2 separate regions of the Mus musculus genome follow, and region 1 is linked to region 2. Evidence: chromatin contacts called from public promoter capture Hi-C data. All regions are on one chromosome and are shown on one strand. The core of a region is the stretch at or near the end of the contact, and the rest is flanking DNA. Distances in the headings are between cores, read along the strand shown.

Region 1 (3,401 bases), core at 454-2,953, 130 kb before region 2:
TACTAAATAGGTAAATGAGGGGGTCAGTGAGATAGCCCAGTGGGTAAAAGCCTAAGTTCAATCTCCAAAATCCCACATAGTAGAAGAAGAGAACAAACTCCAACTAAGTCATCATCTTCTGTCCTCCATATGTGTGCGTGCATGTACACACACACACACACACACACACACTAAGTGTAAATAGGTAAATACATTTCATTCAGTTAGATTCAGTTACAGTATGTTACTGTAAACCTATTTTATAAATGCTAAGCAGAGGTTGAGTCTGGACCAGGACCTCAAGGTATTTTAGGTGCCAAATCTTTGTCCTCGCTAGAATCCTATCCAAGCCATTTTGTATCTGGTGAGTATCAACTGCGAGCATACTGGTCACTTTCCTCTCATCTTCCATATAAAGTCACTGTCTGCTTTCCAGTTCATTGGTTTTTAAAAACATTTCTGTTAACAAGAATCTTAACTTATTCCTCATCCTAACTTTACAACTGTTAGTGATTTTTGCTCTAACAGTCTTTCCTATGATGGTGGCTAAATGGTGATTTCCCAAGTCTGGCAGATCCTTTCATGATCTATAGTTTGTTGCCGTCCTTCACTGTTTTGATGCTCAGGTTAGAATACCCCATATCTGACGAGCTGACTCTTGTGACATACCCCTCCGGGTCATTTATTTGTTTATTTTGGGGAACACTGGCAGAATAATTATATGATGTTACAAGACATTAATTGGAGCTGTAGCTTCAGTTGGTTAAGTCAAGAGTGAGACCCAGCTAAGCTCTGTTGTACAGATATGCTGCTATTTGTGAAGTTTTTCTTCTATTGTTGCAAATTTACTTGACTTGTTGGTTGGGATTTTGTTTGGTTGGTTTGGTTTGGGGTTTTGGGGGGTTTTGTTTTGTTTTCCAAGACAGTTTCTCTGTGTAGCCTTGGTTGTCCTGGAACTCACTTTTTAGACCAGGCTGGCCTTGAACTCAGAGATATGCCTGCCTTTGCCTCCCAAGTACTGGGATTAAAGAAGCGCTGATCAGAGGAGAGCCACCGCCTGCCTCCAGGGGCTAAGAGCCCGGTTTAAAGGCAGTGGATCATCCTGAGTGTGCTCAGGTGTTTGTGGTTAGGGTAGGTGCTGTGCCTCTTCAGCACACACCTGTCAGTTCAGCAGCACATCTGTGGGCTTTGCTTTCTGCCTTCACTGTTCTGATTAATTTTTTATTGCACTTTATTTATTTTGCATGTGAAAGTCAAAGAAAAGCTGTAGGAGTTGCTTCTCCCCTTCCTCCAACTGGATCCCGGGATTGAATTCAGTCGCCAGGCTTGGCAGCCAGCCTTTCCCTTCTTAGACCCCATTGTAGTTTCTCCTCATCACATTTGCTACCTGTAAAACTGTCAGGAAAGCCGCCGAGCACAGGCGGCACACACACACCTTTATTCCCAGCACTCGTGAGGCAGAGGCAGGTGGATATCTGAGTCTGAACGAGCCTGATCTACAGATCGAATTCTGGGACAGCCAGGGATACACAGAGAAACCCTGTCTTAAATGAGCAAGCAAGCAAACAAACAAACTAAAAACAAGCAAAAAAAAAACCCACTCAGAAAAACTATACATTTTCCCAGTGACATTTTTGGTCATTTTCACTTCAGTCCACACAGTATGACTCCAGGCCAGTAGTAGGTTGGCTTCTACAGCGTCATTTTATTATCTGATCCCACTTGTAGTAGCATGTAGGAAGTAGCATGTGACTCAGCCATTACCCTGCACTCTCTGGAAATAACAAATGTGTTGTAATTATCTGTGACCAGATATAAATGGAAAGAACTGGGCTTGGTTTTCTTTCTTTCTCTCTCTCTCTCTCTCTCTCTCTCTCTCTCTCTCTCTCTCTCTCTCTCTTTTAAATGTCTGCCTGAATTCAGCATGTGTTCTTTGCTGCCTCTATCCTTGGCAGGCTCCATCTGGCTCCTCCACATTCTTACAGTGAATTGGTAAAGCCTTATCTCACTGAAGTGTATTAATAGACCAGCTGGGTGTGGTGGTGCATGCTTGCAATCCCAGCACTTAGGAGGTAGACAGAGGAGGATTGTAAGTTTGAAGACGGCCTATATTACAAGAGCCTGTGTCAAAGACCAGGTAGAGAAACTCTAGTGTGAACTGAGAATGTAGCTCAGCTGATGAGCCCTTGCCTAACCGCTCGCTCCGACCCAAAGATTTATTTATTATTATATGTAAGTACACTGTAGCTGTCTTCAGACATACCAGAAGAGGGCGTCAGATCTCATTACAGATGGTTGTGAGCCACCATGTGGTTGCTGGGATTTGAACTCAGAACCTTCGGAAGAGCAGTCGGTGCTCTTAACCACTGAGCCATCTCTCCAGCCTGACCAGCTATTTTCTTTAAGTCTTATTATTTAACATTTTAAGGTCACTTTGCCTACCAGCCACATGCATAGCCATTACAAAGTATTGTTTAAATTATATTCCTAAAACCTAGAGTAATACTGCTGTTTGCAACAGTTGCTGTGAGCACTGTCTCAGTTGAACTCAGGAATTTGAAATGTTTTGTTGTGTCCATGTTTTACCTAAATCCCTTTGATTTAGCCAGCACTGTGGCTCAGTACAGAACTTGTCCACATGGCAAGTTCCATCTACAGCACTGCGAGAATTTTTAATTTTAACAATAAATTCCCTATTATTGCCCCCATTAAGAATCCAATTTATTCAGATTGAGTCACATGGCTATAATGATGTGAATTTCCTCCTGAGATGTTGGCTCCCAACCTGAAAGGAGAAAGGAGAGGGTTGGTGCAGCCTGCAGCATGGCTTCCTGTTGGGGCATGCACTCTGCTCTGTCTGAGTCTGGGTTGGGCTTTCTCAGCTCCTCCTCAGGGTTCTCTGTCCTTTCTCCTTCTCAAGTATAATTCATGAAAACATTGGTTAGAGCATGGGGCATACAACAGCACAGAGCAGGATGCTTTCATTCCTGAAGTAACACTTGCCCAAACCGAGAGTAGACGTCTATGGACTTAACCTAAAGCAATTTTGTGTCTGTTTCAAGGTACTCTTCTGCAGGTTACACAATCACAACCAAGGTGTGTCTCGGTCAGTTTTCTAAAACCAAGGACTTGGGAGGTCAACTTTGGAATTCCACAGACCGTGGTGGCCAAGACTAACCAGGTCAGGGTTCCCCATCCTGCCTCTGTGAATGGCCCATTTCATTGATCTGTCTGAGGTGGCAGAAACCGCACAGGAGTATGGACAGCGGGAACCCGTGGGAAGTGAGCTGGGCTGGCAAGGCCGAGTCCTGAGTAGAGCTGTGCTCGGCTCTCAGGGCCGTGCTCTGAGGTCTGCACTGGAGTGAGGCTGCGGAAACCCAGTTCAAGAAGGGTCACGTTAGGAAGAAACGTGGCCACTGTGC
Region 2 (3,685 bases), core at 999-3,498:
GTGTGCCTTGATTTATTGAGTCTCATGTGGCAGGAATAGCCTCAAACTCTATGTAGCTAAGGGTGACCTTCTGGTCTAATCTCCCTCCACCTCCCAAATCTCGGAATCCCAGGTATCCATTCCTGCTTCTGGAGGGGCTTGAGATAGATCCTGGCCAGTATCCTATCTCCTGAGCTACACAGAGATGCTACACTAACTGAGCAGCAAGGGTGCTAGGTTCTTTCTGTGCCCTCCTGAAGTGCAAGGTTGTTGTTGCTGGTGGTGGCTTTTTTCTTTTTCTTTTTTGTTTTAAAGTCTTCCTCCTTTCCCTCTACCTTCCAAGTAGCACAAATTAACAAACTGGTAGGTACAGTCTTTCTACATAATGTTCACACCAAAACAAATATACGAAAGGCACACACTGTTATGGCTACTAACTTGCACGTTAATACTTAAGATATCACAACACAGAATTCCCTCCTGTTAAATAGCCTAGTCAGCCATCCTAAGCCACAACTATACACTATTCAACAGTAACTAGTTGAAGCTTACACTAGTTCTCTCGTGAATGTCTGTTTCTCCCATTTGCTACCCTTTCGGGCAATACTGGGGTAGTTATTTTGTTTGTCTGTTTGAAGCAGTCTTATTGTGCAGTCCAAGCTAGTCTTGAACTTGTAGTTCTCCTGTCTTGGCCTCCTAACCGCTGAGCACAATGGGTTTTGTTTCTTTTAAAGAATTTTTTTTTTTTTTTTAGTAAGCCTGGTGGTGGTGACAAATGCCTTTAATCCCAGCATTCAGGAGGCAGAGGCAGGGAGATCTCTGAGTTTAAGGACAGTCTGCTCTACAGAGAGAATTTCAGGACAGCCAAGGCTACACAGAGAAATCCTATCTTAAAAATCAAAACAAAATAAACCAACCAACCAACCAACGAAAACCCCAAACCCCCAAACCAACAACAATGCACAATTCTCTTTAGCTGAGTATGGCAGTGTACACCGTTAATAATCCTAGCCCTTGGGAGGCAAAGGTGGATGATCTCAGTGAGTTCTAGGCCACTCAGGGTTCACACAGTAAGACCTGGTCTTAAAAAAGAGAAGGAAGGAAGGAAGTAGTAAAAAAAAGAAAACAAAACCCAAACCAGGTGTGTACAGAAAAGTCTCCTGCCCTTACCTCCTGGGTCTGTGCTCCTGCTGGCTATCAGACGGCTACTTAGCCAGTTTGAGTACAAACACCACTCATTCAGTGACCTGACAGTACCTGCTGCTCAGGAGACCTTGAAAGCAGAGGACAGGGACACTAGGCTTTGTTTGGGTCACCTGTGGAATGGTAACAGCAACATGTGCTGTTCACATGGCCTTTAAGAACACACTGTGTGTATGACCTCTGAGATGAAGGCTGCCTGAGACCCTGCGATAAGGCTCTCTTTAAACATTATGTAAAAACAAATTTTAACTAGACCAGTTTCTAACATAAGAACAACTTTGGGTTAGACAGGTGGACTGGTCTATTTCAACCAAGTCCTCTGAGTCAACCAACATTCTAAACCTCAATTTAAACTAAAGCCACATGGAGGCCACCTACACAGGAAGAATTTAAACAACAGTGCCCACAAGAGCCTTCACATCAAACAGCATGTGTGTGTGTGTGTGTGTGTGTGTGCATGCGTGAGGAGTGTGTATGGACATCTGAGTATGCAGGTATGCACATGTGCATGTGGAGGCCAGAGGATAACCTCGGGTGTGGCTCCTCAGTCTTACAATGCCACTCCCCCAGCCATCGGTACTCGCTGTCCCTGAGGAAGCTGGGTGAGCTAGGCATTCAGCACTCATTCATCTGTCTATCCAGCACTGCGATTACAAGCTTACAATGCCACACTGGGTTTCTATAAAACATAAAAACATGGGTTCGGGCTGCAGAAGACTTGGCGGCTCTTCGCAGCATCCACATGGCAGCCCACAACTGCCTGGAACTCTAGTTCCAGAGGATCCAATGCCCTCTCAGGTCTCTGAGGCCAGTGTGTGAGTCTGGCCTTACATACACACAGGCAAACACTCATATACATAAAAAACCAAGATAGATATATATTTTGGACAATAAATTAAATAAATAAAAAACAAGGGGTCAAACTCTGGCCCTGTAAGTTCTTTACCAGCTAAGCTATCACACAGCCAGCCCGAAGCAGTCACTTTAAAAAGCATGTAACAGCTGCCAATGGTTCCAAGGTTCTGTGCCTTGGGCTTTGTGCTTGGATCTCGTCCAGGCCATGTGATCTGTCTTTGTTTGTTTTCCAGACGCTGAGGCCTTGCCTTGAGGAAGCAGGAGGAAAGCACTACTGGTCAGGGCAGCTCTGTCATCTTTAAGCACACAGTGGTGAACAGCCCTTACACACACTTCCCAGGGGCCTCTGACAACTTCATGTTGTGATTTTGATCAGAGACGTAAGTGTCTGTGTGTGTGTGTGTGTGTGTGTGTGTGTGTGTGTGTGTGCCTGTGTGTGTGTGTGTGTGTGTGTGTACAACCTTTAATGTTCCTCATGTGCTGGCCACCTTGTATTTTGAGACAAGGCTGGCTGGCCAGTCAGACCAGTGAAATCCATTTCCAGCCCTGAGATTACAAATATCTTACTATTTTCAGGTTTTGTTTTTAGTGTAGGCTCTGGGGATTGAACTCAGGCCCTTAAGTTTGTAAGCAAGCACTATCCTAGCCCTCCTTAAGCAAAAAAAGGTGTGTGTGTGTGTGTGTGTGTGTGTGTGTGTGTGTGTGTGTGTCTGCAGAGGCTAGGGGAGGAAGTGAGATTCCCTAGTGCTGGAGTCACGCACAGGAGTGAGCTGCCTGAGGTGTGTGCTGCGAACTGAATTTGGGTCCTCTGCAGGAGCAGTGTGAACCTGCGCCACCTCTCCAGCCCAAGACTTGTTTTTGAACTTATAAACGTCACAGACATCTCTTCGAGACAGGTATGCCTTTTCAGATCTTTAGGTTATTAAGAGATAGCTGAGCTGTTTAAAGTCAGCCAAAGAGCACTTGCTACATAAGCATGAGGGATGGATTATGGTCTTACACCCGGTGTCCTGCTCATGCCTGCAACCCCACCTGAGGTGAGGCAGAGACAACATCACAGGGGATCGCTGACTTCCAGCTTAACTGAGAAAGTGGCAGGTAGGAAGAGTGCCTGCATCAAAGGCAATTCTCACTGAAGACAGAGAGTGAGAAAGAAAGATATCTGACTCCCTCTTCTGGAATGGTGTTCTTGACTCTATTCCAAAATAATTCTATTTTGAAAATTTGGAACTTGAAAGCCTGAAGCAGGAAGCTTTTTCTAATTCATGGAGCAGACTACAAAGTAAACTGTGCAACCCCCAGGGGCGGCCCTGATCACATACACACACAGCCCCAAACTGCCTGAACTCCAGCGTGCAAAGCAGAGGAGGCCCTTCAGACCTGACACTCTTAAGCCAACTTGCTAGCTGGCCAGAAACCAAGGCCACCTACAGAAAGAAAAAAGACTGTTGCTTCCAGCACCTCTTCCTCGGGGCTGTGACGGGGAGCACCTGACAGGACCCCAGCCTAAAGCTTACGGAGTAGAAGCTCAGAGCCAGAGGTCAGGAGAGAGCCAGCGACATTCCCTCCCTACCCTGAGGCTTGTGCACTTCCTACACCGCTGCACATTCCTCAGGGATTCCCCAGACTTCAGGCTGCATTCATTCCA

What was found. Capture Hi-C pulls out chosen DNA fragments and counts their contacts.
Region 1: a contact with region 2 is called in a promoter capture Hi-C map of adipose tissue. The contact joins two enhancer-like sites. A contact is called at or near these places in 1 of 39 promoter capture datasets (pre-B cells), 1 of 115 datasets of contacts at active chromatin or transcription factors (pancreatic cancer cells) and 1 of 9 other capture datasets (adipose tissue).

The regions. Positions count from the first base shown.
Region 1 is chr5:144,288,548-144,291,948 of GRCm38.p6, reverse strand. All of the region lies in intron 3 of Baiap2l1 (BAI1-associated protein 2-like 1), which reads left to right. Among named protein-coding and RNA genes, the nearest start is that of Gm15708, 13 kb to the right of the region's middle. Within about 2 kb of position 1,703, at least 54 of the 459 cell types and tissues checked have an H3K27ac peak or open chromatin away from gene starts, as enhancers often do. A contact at or near this core is called in adipose tissue and pancreatic cancer cells, where this site is marked.
Region 2 is chr5:144,157,399-144,161,083 of GRCm38.p6, reverse strand. The region is part of intron 7 of Lmtk2 (lemur tyrosine kinase 2); the gene reads right to left. Among named protein-coding and RNA genes, the nearest start is that of Bhlha15, 31 kb to the left of the region's middle. Within about 2 kb of position 2,248, at least 113 of the 459 cell types and tissues checked have an H3K27ac peak or open chromatin away from gene starts, as enhancers often do. A contact at or near this core is called in adipose tissue and pancreatic cancer cells, where this site is marked.